Regions from separate parts of the Mus musculus genome. Here regions 1 and 3 are each linked to region 2. A link is a contact called in public HiChIP or PLAC-seq data. All regions are on one chromosome and are shown on one strand. Each heading gives the region's core, a stretch centred on a gene start, on an enhancer-like site or on the middle of the called end of the contact. The rest is flanking DNA. Distances are from core to core; before and after follow the strand shown.

Region 1 (3,681 bases), core at 311-2,810, 1.3 Mb before region 2:
CAGTAACTATACCTGGAATCCTAGAACTCAGGTGGTGAAGGTAAGAGAATCAGGAGTTTCAAGACCATCCTCAGCTACATAGTGAGCTGGGGGCCAGCCTAGGCTACATGAAACTTTGCCTCAAAACAAAACAAAGAAAGTCTCAAATCCTGGAGTATAGAGGGGAGAAAATTGGCAGGGTGGAGTGAGAGATGTGGGGAGGGGCAAGGCTGGGAGGTCACGAGTGCCACCTGCCCTAGGCAGGACACTAGATCCAAAAGCAGCCAAGGACCCCAGGTGACCCTTAGGTGTATACTTGTAAAGGAGCAACAGTAAACATGCCCCAACCTAGTGGAAATCAAGGTAGCATTGCCGAGCTACTCAGCCACTTCTTGGGAAAGGTCCCTCCCCACCAGGCTAAACCACAACGCAGTTTACAAACTCAACAAACTGAGGTCCAGAATGGTGGAGGAGCCTGTAGAAAGCTACACAGTCAGAACAGAAAGTAGGTCACAGGTAGAGAGGTTGGTGTGGCCTCTAAGAAAGCCCTCCAGGCTTTGAAGGAGCCAGCTCTATGTAGCTGTTGGGACATAAGCCTATCTGAAATGAGGCCTGCTTCCCTGAGGTTAAAATTAAGGTTCACTGACAACTCCCCCATCCCCCAAAGTAGGTAGGAGACCAGCCTTCTTGAGAGCTGCAGCTGGCTCCAAACCCCTGTAACAGTGTTATCACCTGCATCAACGCCAACAACAATAAACAACACTTTGTAGGGGTGGTTCAGTACACTTCAGAACAGCAATTAAGTTTATAAAACAACCTGCATCCGCATCCTGAAGGCCACAAGGTGGAAAAGTGACACAAGTATTGAACCCCCAGTGCTGGTTGTGGCTGGTACACCGGCGACCTTGCCGGCCCCTCGGATGCACTCCCAGTCCCTGCGCCTGGGCGCAGGCAGGTGGCTAGGAGCTTCGGGGAAATGATGGTCTGAACTACCCAGGTCGCCTAAGAAGGCCCTTCTGCTGCCCCTCGAAGACCTATATCCCCGGGTCCCAGAGAGGACAGATGCGAAGCTGGATTCTGTCGGGAACAGGTGTGAATTACCAGGTCGCGGCAGGGACGGTGCGAATCCCAGGATCCCCGAGGGAGGGACAGATGCGAACTCTCCGGTCCTCGCGGAGACAGGTGCCGACGCCATCTTCCGCCTGCGGCCCGGGCTCAGCCTGGCCGCCCTACTGTGGCAGTGCCGCGCCCTGGTCTCAAGCTGCTCCCCCTAAGTTTTCGACAACCAGGGCACAGCGACAACGAAGGCCACTTGCTCAGCGCGCCCTAGAACCAGGACACAAGGGCCACCCCAGTGCATGGACGCACAGCGAGACACGCGGACCAGACTAGCACCTTCTGGGGTGTCAGACGCAGAGGGGACGTTTCAGAGCCGGGGCCACCGAGGGATTTGGGCACGGGTCCCCAACTTTCCAGCAACTTGGGCTAGGGCTGCAAGACGCTTACCTGCCAAGCTGAGCTGGCGTAGCGGCGGGCGAACTGCCCGAACACCCTCTCGGCTGGGACGCCGGTGGCGGAGTCGGGGGCGCTGGCTGGAGGCGGGTTATTGTGAGCGGCGGGCTGGACCCTGATAGGTGGCCGCGCCCTCCCCGTCCCGCCCCTTTAACTCCTCCCTCCGGGGCTCCAAATCCCCGGTCCCAATAAGTAGCTACAGAACCCCTGTTTTAAAGTCGTTAGCTTGCAGACATTCCTCTGTCGCCTGTAGACCTGCTACTGTGTCCCCGCCAGTGCGTCTGCGAGTGTGCTTTCCGCAGACGCCGCCTCTGCCATCGCCGCGGCCAAACCTTAGCAAGGGCTGTCTACTTGGTCCTCATAGTACTCCTAAAGGCTTGGTGCTTCTGTGGCTTCCCTTTGCTCCCGCCTGCTACAAGTTCCGCACTGCACCTCCAAATCTCCCCCTTTCCCCTCTCTCTTCTCTCCCGGTGTATAGGGAGCTCTCCCAGCCCTCCTTTTGGCGAAGACTTAGGGTGAAGGAGAGGATCGGTAGGAGGTGAAATCTAGAATTACAGGTGAAGTGGGAGGAGTTCAGTCTCCAGTGCCCTGGAGCAGGGGCTCCGAGGTGAGTAAAGATGGAGCACTGGCCGAATTACAAAGTAACCACTATCTATACAACAACAAAACTTGTTTATCCCAAGTCAGCTCCTCTCGGGATAGCAGAGGTCAGAATCTGGGGCAGGTGCCTCCTACTGCGTGCTTTGTCAAGTAGTCAGCTGGACTCTTCCCTCTCCTGTCAGGAGAGGGGTGGTGATATTTGGGGTTCCTTAAATCTTCTCCTGACACGGGAAGGCAGCCCCTCCCCCCACATGTTAGAAGGTCCTCGGCAGAATTTAATCTTAGAGGCCTTCCAATCCTGCCACTCAGATCTTTCCAGTTCTGTGGTCCTTCTGTCACCTCCAAGCCCAGAAGCAAATTGAACCCTGATCTTTGGCCATTAGCCATCAGGGATTGTCACAACCTGGAGTTGGGGGCAGGGGACCTTGAAGCCTCTCTGCCAATACATTTTGCAGATGAATTTGCAGAAAATTGAGACTGAGAGAAGAGAGGCAGTGACAAGGGGTCTCACAGTCCAGAAAGACCTGACCGGTCAGCAGATGCGTTCTGTAAACAGTAGACAAGGTGGAGGAAGGAGGCCAGTTTGAGGTCAGATGGGGACTTAGGGGCCCAGGGGAGGGGGTGAGTGAAAATATTTAGCCTGCAAGATCCCCAAGGCAACAGGCTGATCAAATGGGAGGCTAGCACAGTGACTCAATCCCTGAACGGCCTGCCGCTGGGGAGACTAGGAAGTTGGGTAGGTTCCGGGCAATATAGCAAGAATTCATTATTTGGAGGGGTTTGTTTATTTGTTCGTTTGCTTTTTCAAGACAGGGCTTCTCTGTGTAGCCCTGGCTTTTCTGGAACTCACAGAGATGTGCCAGCCCCAGCCTCCCTAGTGCTGGGTTTAAAAGCATGCACCAACCACTACTACCACCAGGCTGAGAATCCATGTCTCAAATTACAAAGAAAAACTGGGTGTGTTGATACCCCTGTCATCTCAGGTTTGGGAAGTTGAAGCCGGGAGGCCAAGGCGTTCAAGGCTACATACACAGTTTTCCAGTGAGTTCCAGGAGAGCCTGGGGTACAAGAGACCCTGTCTAAAATAAATTAAAAGAAAGAGAGACAAATGAAGGGAAATGGGGCAAAATCACTTAAATAAGAGTGCGCCTTCCTGTTAGTGCTCCATAATTGGGTCAGATGCAAGAAGTAATACAAGTGGTGACAATGGGGACCGCCACCTTCTGTCCCCAGGGCTCACATTTGCTCTTCTCTTCCCTTCTTTTGAAACATTTATTCATTCATTCTGTTGGAGAGGGGACTATGTGTGTGAAGGTCAGAAGACAACCCTCAGAGGTCAGTTTTCTCCTTCACCATGTAGATCCCGTGTTCTGTCCCTGAGCCACTAGGCTATGCACCCTGCTCCCTGAGAGGACCATACTCAGGGACTTGCCCCTTTCTTCTCTAGTGGCCTCAATCTACAGGTGCTGCTCACAGCTACCTCTGGATCCTCATAACCCCACTGCCTTCTGTGCCTGAGATCACTTGTGTCTATGATCCAGCTGACACAGACTTCAAGCCAAGTTTTGGCCTCGAGTTGTCTTTGGATCC
Region 2 (4,294 bases), core at 1,443-3,942:
TGGCTGTCCTGGAACTTGCTCTGTAGACCAGGCTGGCCTTGAACCCAGAGAATATTGGGTAAAAGGGCCCGGGAAAGAACACCCTGTCCCTGACTTGACCTGAAACTGCTCCAAGTCTTGGAAGTCCCCACCCCTGTGACTCAGCCTTCATGGCGAAACAATGTTTCCTACCCAGTGATACTTTCCCACAAAGTTCACCTTGCAACTTCAAAAGCCATGTAAGAAGCCTTCTGCTCTGTCTAGCCCACAGCTGTCTCTGTTTCCAGTCAGAGGCATCCTGTTTCTCTCCAGTAAATCTCTCACCTGAGGTTTATTGCTTGGTGTGACTGCGGAATTCCCAATTGCCAAGATACTTTGCATCAGAAAATCCTTGCAGTACCCAGCTGTCTCCCTCCTTTTCCTTCTTTTTTTTTTTTTTTTTTTTGGTTTTTCGAGCCTGGGTTTCTCTGTAGCCCTGGCTGTCCTGGAACTCACTTTATAGACCAGGCTGGCCTTGAACTCAGAAATCCACCTGCCTCTGCCTCCAAGTGCTGGGATTAAAGGCGTGCACCACCACTCCCAGCTCTTTTCCTTCATTAAAATGAAAATTTTACTTATTTTGATGTGCTCGGACACCCAAGAAGACACTGGGTATCTTGTTCCTTTATTGCCCTCTGCCTTATTCCTTTGAGGGAAAGTCTCTCACTGAGCTGAAATTAGGACCTCATTGTCATGGCCCAGGAAGGTTGGAATTCTCCTCAAAGACTTGGAGGAAGTTCAGGCAATGGAGCACTCATCAGAAGCCGCTGGTTCACTGACCCAGCTGAGGAGACAGGGAGCAATCACATTGGCTGGACTGGTTCACGTTAGCTTTCAGTAAGTGCAGGGCTCCCTGCCCTTTGTAATATGTCAGCTGAGTAGAAATCTTCTGAGACAGATATGGACTAGGGACAGAAGTTAAAGTTTAAGAATGTAAATGATATGAAAAGACTAGGCTGACTCCATGACAGGCTTCAAACTGACAGTTTAGGAGACTAGGCCTAAGAACTGGGCAAGTCCAGGCAAGCCCAGACAGGCTGGTTAATAGAAAAAACAAACAAACATAAAAAACAGGCTTTAGGCCGCTAGTTAGAAGCTCCCCCGCCAACCGGGTATGGTGGCGCACACCTTTAATCTCAGCACTCAGGCAGAGGCAGGCGGATTTCTGAGTTCGAGGCCAGCCTGGTCTACAGAGTGAGTTCCAGGACAGCCTGGAACTATAGGCTGGAACAGAGCTATACAGAGAAACCCTGTCTCAAAAAACAAAAAAACAAAACAAAACAAAAAACAAAAACAAAATAAATAAATAAATAAATAGAAGCTGCCCAGCCATCAGGAGCTGCCTAGCCACCTGGCCAGAGGCCAGGACAATGGATCAGCAACAGTTTCCAGATTTCCTCAGCTACTTCCTCAGCCACAGTTTCTAGACCTCACTTTCCAGCCCCATTCCCTGGTAATGGAATGACCGTGGAGATGGACCAAGATATAGGTTACCTACCTATATCTTGTGCTTTAAATCTCAGGCCTTCAAACTTACTTGGTTGTCTCTCTATTCTGGTAATGGGAGACCCCAGCATGCTAGACTTCTGCAGAATAAAACACTCTGTGTTTACATACTATTGAATCCCGGGTACCATTCTTCAGTGAATCCCGGACTCATACATTTGTACCTTTCAGGCCCCTAATCCTGGTACTTGCGGGAGGGGAGGAGTCCCAAGACCAAGGGAGAAAGAGATCACAGCCTTGGGAATAGACATGTGGGGAAACAGGCTGTACTTATCTGAACAACCAACCATTAAGAGTACTGGCTGCTCTTGGACCCAGGTTGGATTCAGAGTATCCACATGGCAGCTCACAACAGTCTGTAACTTGTTTCAAGGTTAACTGACAACCTCTTGGGGGGAGGGGGGGGGGCATTGTGCACATGGTGCACATGCAGGCAAGAACACCCGTACCCATAAAAGAAAAAAATTTTAAATTAAATTGAAAATCTTTTTTTTTAAATGCAATAAATCTTTTTGTAGAACGAAGATAGTAGAGGCTGACTGGAGAGATGGCTCAGCAATTAACATGGCACCTGAATTTGCTTCCAATGGGAACCAAATACCCATCATGTCAAGTGGTTCAGAACTGCCTCTAAATGCAGTTCCAGAGACTCTGACTCCCTCTTCTGAATTCTACAGCCGCCTCCACTCACATGAGTCCGCGTGCGCGCACACACACACATTTGCACGTAATTAAAAATAAATCTTGGGGGGCTGGCGAGATGGCGCAGAGGTTAAGAGCATTGACTGCTCTTCTGAAGGTCCTGAGTTCAAATCCCAGCAACCACATGGTGGCTCACAACCATCCGTAATGAGATCTGATACCCACTTCTGGTGTGTCTGAAGACAGCTACAGTGTACTTATATGTAATAAATAAATCTTTAAAAAAATAAATCTTGGGAGTGGGGAGTAGGGGCAGAGACAGAACAGGCTCTTTTAAGAGTGGCGGTTCCTGCCAGGCGTGGTGGCGCACGCCTTTAATCCCAGCAGGACAGCCAGAGCTATACAGAGAAATCATGTCTCGAAGGAAAAACAAACAAACAAACAAACAAAAAAGAGTGGCGGTTGCTTTTAAAAGTGGCGGCTCAGAAAGCCCCGCCCGGACATGCGTACCGCGCCCCGCCCACTAGAGAGGCGGGCCTTGCGACGGTTTGAAAGCGCCATGCGCTGAGCCGAGTGGCGCTGCTGCCGCTGAGATGTCGGTGCTGAGGTCGATGGACAAGCTGCCCGACCTGAACAGGGCTACCGTCTTGGTAGGTGCGGGCAGCGCCCCTGGACCGGCTTCCCCGCAGCCAAAGCCGGTGCCCTTCCTCAGCCTCAGCGCGCTCCGACAGCGGGGGGCGGGCGGACGGGCGCGTTACTCTGGACCAATCGGAGCGGCGGCTCGCGAGGCTGAGGGACGCCTCCACCAATAGGCGCGCGGCTGATTTTACCACCGGCTGAGTGGGCGTTCCAGTTCGAACGTGGCTTTCCCGCGTTTCGAGGAGGAGGCCGGGCGGTCCCCCTCCGTGGATGGCTCCTTAGGGCTCCTCTTCTGAGGAAATGGCTCCCTCCGAGCCGCCTCTAGCTGAGTGTGTACCCCCAGGAGGGATTCGGAGTGCGGGGCCCTCCAAAGGAGCCGCCCTGCTCGGATCTCCATCTGCCTGGTTCTCTCCCTTCGCAGCTGGTGAGCACCGAGGATGCGCTTCTGCAGCAGCTGGCGGAGTCGATGCTCAAAGATGACTGTGCGTCCGAGCTGAGGGTGTAAGTTGCTGAGATTGTAGCCTGAACTCTGGGCTAACATGAGGGACGGGAGCCTGCAGGAGAGAGGGTCCCGCTCCTAGCTGTCATCAGTCCTCCGTGATCCTGCCTATGGTTGCCGAGTTGGCTCCTTTACTGGTCTCTGCAAATGTTCATAGCTCATAACGCACGCCAAAAACACACTCACGGGTTGCGTATTTTCTCATTGACAAGGCTCAGAGTTTAGACGTCAGCATGTAAAAACAACGGGGGAGGTGTGTTTTGGTTTCCTTTCTTTCTCCTCTTGCTGTGATAAAATACCCCGACAAAAGCAGCTTCAGGGAGAAAGGACATGTTTGGCTCGCTCCTTGCTGCAGAAGTCATTGCTGCTGGAATTTGAAGCACTTGGTCACTGTATATCCACAGTCAAGAGGAAGCAACGAACAAGCACATGCTTGCAAGTTTTTATCTGGCTTTCTCCACACTGAAGACAACTCAGAATCCTTCCCTAGGGGATTGTGCCACTTGTAGTGGGCCTTCCTACCTCAGTCCAATTAAGAAATTACAAACGAAGGCTGGAGAGATGGTCAGCGGTTAAGAGCACTGTCTACTCTCACAGAAGTCCTGAGTTCAATTCCAGCAACTACATGGTGGCTCACAACCATCTGTAATGGGGTCCGTTGCCCTCTACAGGTGCATGCAGATAGAGTACTCACACATAAAATAAATATTTAAAAACATTACAAGGCATCTAGAAAGTTGAGACTCCCCAAGATGACTGACTCTAGGTTGTGTCCAATTGACAATTAAAAGTAACTATAACAAGGTGACCAGAACCCCAGGGGAGTAGAAAATAAACACCGTTTATCTCCAGGCCAACACAAGGACACATTTGTAACCACAGCTTTATAAGGCGAAGGCAGGAGGCTCCAGGCCATTCTCTGTTACATACCGAGTTCCAGGCCAGCCTGGGCTGCATAAGACAAACCAACACAATAAAAGAAGGCCTCTG
Region 3 (4,202 bases), core at 1,503-4,002, 1.0 Mb before region 2:
TTTTTTCGAATAAAGAGCTGGAGGCTGATCTGGGACGGGTGAGGCAAAGCTAGAGAGGGGAATGAGGCCGTGGGCAGAGAGTGAGAGCCACTGGAAGGCACACGGGTTCAGGGAAGTTGGGTTAAGTTAGATTAGCTGAGAGTTAGCCCCAGCAAAAGGCCAGCAACCTAATACTATAGGAATGTCACTGTGTCTTTATTATTAAACCTCAAGCAGAGCCAGGCTTGGTGGCGCAGGTCTTTAATCCCAGCACTTGGGAGGCAGAGGCAGGCGGATTTTTGTCTTTGAGGCCAGCCTGGTCTACAAAGTGAGTTCCAGGAAAGCCAGGGCTACACAGAGAAACCTGTCTCGAAAAAACAAAAAACAAAAAACAAAAAACCCTCAAGCGGGATCCCCAAAAAGCTCCACAAGACTAGGGGTTTTCAGCCGTCCTAACACTGTGGCTCTTTATTATAATACAGTTCCTCACCTTGTGGCAATCCCCCAACCATAAAGTTATCTTGCTGTTACTTCATAACCATAATTTTGCCACTGTTATGAATTATAATGTAAATATCTGATATGCAAAATATATACGGTATGTAACCCCCAAAGAAGTCATGACCCACAGGTTGAGAACCACTACTCTAGACCTAATTTGGCTATTTTATTTGGCTTCTGGAGGACAGGTAGTCACCCCAAATCCTGTAAGAGTGTGTAAACTAAGTCGGGCCTCCTCCCCAGCCAACCCATAGCAATAAGAAGTTCCCCTTGGGGACTGAAGAGGTGTCCCAGTGGTTAAGTCACTTGCTGTTCTTACAGAGGACCTGGATTTAAATTCCAGCACCCACGTGGTGGCTCACAACCATCTATAACTCTAGTTCCAGGGAGTCTCGTGCCCTCTTCTGGCCTCTGTGTGACCTAGGAGTGCACATAGCACACAGACATGAATGGATGCAACAAACAAACAAACAAACAAACAAAAAACACTCACACACACGTAAACTAAAAATAAATTAAACAACAACAACAACAACAACAAAACCCTTGAGCTGGGCAGTAGAAATGCAACATTTTGAATCCCTGCACTCTGAAGGCAGAGGCAGGCAGATCTCTGAGTTTGAGGCTAGCCTGGTCTACAGAGTGAGCTCCAGACATCCAGGGCTATACAGAGAAACCCTGTCTCAAAACAAAAACAAAAACAGAAAAAGAAAAGAAAAACTTTCTTTGCTTCTGGATTCGAAGGCTCTCTCCCTTCAAGATCCTATAGTGGCAGCCTGCGGTCATGACACTGAAACGCTGCTAATATAGTTTATCTGAAGAACAGTGTATCTCGGCACCTGTGTGCATCCATCACACTAAGAATTAAGTTTTGTTTTTTTTTTTTTTTACTTATGAGTACATCTGTGTAGCTGTGTGGGTGCAGGTACCCTCAGAATCTGGAAGAAGACGTGAGATTCTCTGGAGCTGGAGTTACAGGCAATTGTAAACCTTCTGGTGTGGGCTTTAGGAATCCAACTCGGCTCCCCGTGAAGAGCAGCAATTGCTCTTAACTGCGGAAGGGTCTTCAACACAATACCATTCATTATCCAATACTCTGTAGCCTTGGCTTGGCCTAAAAAGCTCTATATAAATCAGGCTGGCCTCGAACTCTCAGAAACCTGCCTGCCTCCCAAATGCAGGGATTGAAAAGAAATGCACCACCACGGCTGGCAGGGCTCCTTGTTTGAGTTTTAAGATGAGCAAAGTCTGTTATCCCAGCATTTGGGAGGCGAAAGCCAGAGGGGTTGTCACAAGTTTGAGGCCACTGTGGTTTACAAGAAAGCCGTGGGCTAGAATGAGAAGCAGTCTGGCAAAGCCAAACCAAAAAAATCAAACCTGGGAGTGATGAGCACTAATGGGAATGGCCCGCGAAGAGGCAAGAGGGGCAGGAGCAGCAACGGCTAGCAGCTGGAGGCTGGGGATCTCCTGGAAAACGAGAAAGGGTGGGCATAGCCAAGAGCTAGGTAGTTGTCAGCAGTGGGGTGAAGGGGTGAGAATTTTCCACAGATTCGCTTTTACAAAGCCTGTTTACCCAGGCTGTTCTCAGGGTTGGGATAGGGTGTTTCCATTTTCTCAGCGGCCTGGACACAGGTTTGTATGGTGAGAGAGATGAAGCAGGGCAGGCAGCGAGGGCACGTTGGCATCTAGCCCGAGAGGAGAGCTGGCGGGGGAAATCGCCACTAGGGAACACCATGCCGTGGGCCCGGCCCTTCCTTGGGTCACAGCAGGCCAGAGCAGGGAGTGAGGAGTACTTGGAACAGACGCTGCTGGGCAGTGGCGTCAGGATGACTCAAGTCTCAGATGTCGCCCCTTCTCAACTGCACAACATTTATGTAATTAACCAAACCGCTTCGAGCCTGGCTTTTTATTTTTTTTTCCATCTGTTAAATGGAAAAAAATAGAGCCATGGGTAGGGGATTCATCCCTGTCTTGGAGGAGTGACTTGGGAGGCTGAGGCAGGAGGATTGCTAGCTCTGGGGCAGAAGGGCTGGAGAGAGAAACGGAAGGTTTAGAATAGGATTGTGACTAGTGAGGTGTGGGTGGCCGGGAGGCGGCTCACACCTGTTGGCTACTGGCTATTGATGACTCAGGTCGTGCCCACCCCCATTTCTAGACAGGACTAGCTGCAGGCGGAGAGGGACCCGTGGGGCAGAAACGCCAGACCCCGCCCAGGGCTGGAGGGGCGGCGCTCCTGTCCGCTGGGCTCAAGCCACCGCCCTCCAGGGCCGCAGTAGCCGCCCGCCGACGCGGGAGCCGGAGGTACCTGGATCTCAGGGACAGGGCAGCGGGCAGGGGGATCTCGTTGGGATCCGGGGCGCCCCTGTTCTAGGCTGGAAAGGGAGGTGAGCTGCAAGACATCAGGGACCCGGGTCCCCGCCTGGCCACCTGTTCTACAGGCGACAATGGTGCGGGCACCAGTTCCGCGCCGTGGTCCCTCAGCTGCCGCCCGCACCGGTCTGCGCCCCGAAGTTGAGCGCGGCGCGGCGCGAGCTAGTCTGGGGCCGGCTAGGATCCCGCAATTCCTTCCCGCAGCCCAGGAGGCCCTCGGAGGGCGAGGTTCACGGGGGAGGGGGACGACTGGGAATCCGAAGTCCAGATCCCAAAGCGCTGCTCGGCGACGTTGGGCGTGCTCTGGGAGGTCGCGGCGGGGCGCATCCCGGAGAGGAATGGAATGCCGCGCGCTGCAGGGAGGGCTTCGGGTTGGGAGTTGGCTCTGGGCTTTCTGGATGCTCCGGCTTCGGACCTGCACCGGGAAGGGTCTTCAGGTGCAGGGGGTAGCCTGGGAAAAGCGGGGGAGCAAGGGAAGCCAGCATGGAGTCGCGAGACCCAGGGCTCGGTCCCGGATCAGCACGCTCGCGCTTCTCCCCTTCTTCCGATGAGAACAGTTGAGGTATGGGACTGGAAGCCGAATAGGGTTGGAAGAGGCTGCGCCTGGGAGATTTACCCTATCCACTCCTTTTCACTGTTAGGGCGAGCCCCCTTGCCTCAATGTCTTCGTATGTCATCTGGGGCTAGAAGTTCTTTTCATCTCCTTGGCAGAGTCCACTGAGTCTCTAGCCCGCTGGAGATTAAAAGTATCCTTTCCATCTCTACTCTGTCACATCCATAGCAATCCAGCTGCTGCAACCCCAGCCGGTTCCGAAGTGACACCCTCCGGCTCCCCGTCACCCCACTCCACCCCCTCTTTGACCTTTCTCCTCCCTAAGAATGGGGACTCCAATAAAGCAGAGCTGCCCTCCACTCGCACTCCCCTAGTCTCTGGCATTCAGCAGCAGAAATCTTTCCCATAAAGGAAAGTCCTCAAACGAAAGACCAAAAAATTCACAGGAACTCAGCCTCCCGGTTTTATTTGTTTGTTTGTTTTGTTTTGAAAACGCTTCTTCAATGCCTCAAGGGCTGGTCCCTGCCTGGACAGCTCAAGGGTCGCTGCGACCTATTAAACAATTCTGTAGAGTTTGCTTTGTTTCTTTGAAACAATTAAGGCTCTGCAGCTGTCTATATTGACAAGGATTAGTCCCAGAGAAAGGTTGTTCACTCATGGGAGAAGTGATGAATATCCCAGGGTGTGGGCAGGGTTGCTTGAATCTCTAGAGGCGACTGTGACCCACCATATCACCCCAAAACAGCCTGGTCTTAGAGGTGGAGGTGGAAGGCGAGGAGCAGTCCAGACCTTCAATGAC

What was found. HiChIP or PLAC-seq counts read pairs in DNA pulled down with a chosen protein or histone mark.
Region 1: a contact with region 2 is called in an H3K27ac HiChIP or PLAC-seq map of embryonic stem cells, with 6 times the contacts expected there. The contact joins the promoter of Bik here to the promoter of Cenpm in region 2. A contact is called at or near these places in 8 of 39 promoter capture datasets (the HPC-7 cell line, HPC-7-derived erythroid cells, cranial neural crest and 5 more) and 5 of 115 datasets of contacts at active chromatin or transcription factors (SST interneurons, astrocytes, embryonic stem cells and 1 more).
Region 3: a contact with region 2 is called in an H3K27ac HiChIP or PLAC-seq map of embryonic stem cells, with 6 read pairs. The contact joins the promoter of A4galt here to the promoter of Cenpm in region 2. A contact is called at or near these places in 2 of 39 promoter capture datasets (embryonic stem cells and stem cell-derived epiblast-like cells) and 3 of 115 datasets of contacts at active chromatin or transcription factors (embryonic forebrain, embryonic stem cells and stem cell-derived neural progenitor cells).

The regions. Positions count from the first base shown.
Region 1 is chr15:83,524,741-83,528,421 of GRCm38.p6, reverse strand. It overlaps Bik (BCL2-interacting killer), which reads right to left and starts at 1,560. Exons shown (of 5, transcript NM_007546.2): 1 at 1,486-1,560.
Region 2 is chr15:82,243,145-82,247,438 of GRCm38.p6, reverse strand. Cenpm (centromere protein M) reads left to right here and starts at 2,692. Exons shown (of 6, transcript NM_025639.4): 1 at 2,692-2,816; 2 at 3,227-3,306. The coding sequence starts at 2,760.
Region 3 is chr15:83,250,279-83,254,480 of GRCm38.p6, reverse strand. It overlaps A4galt (alpha 1,4-galactosyltransferase), which reads left to right and starts at 2,752. Exons shown (of 3, transcript NM_001004150.4): 1 at 2,752-2,781.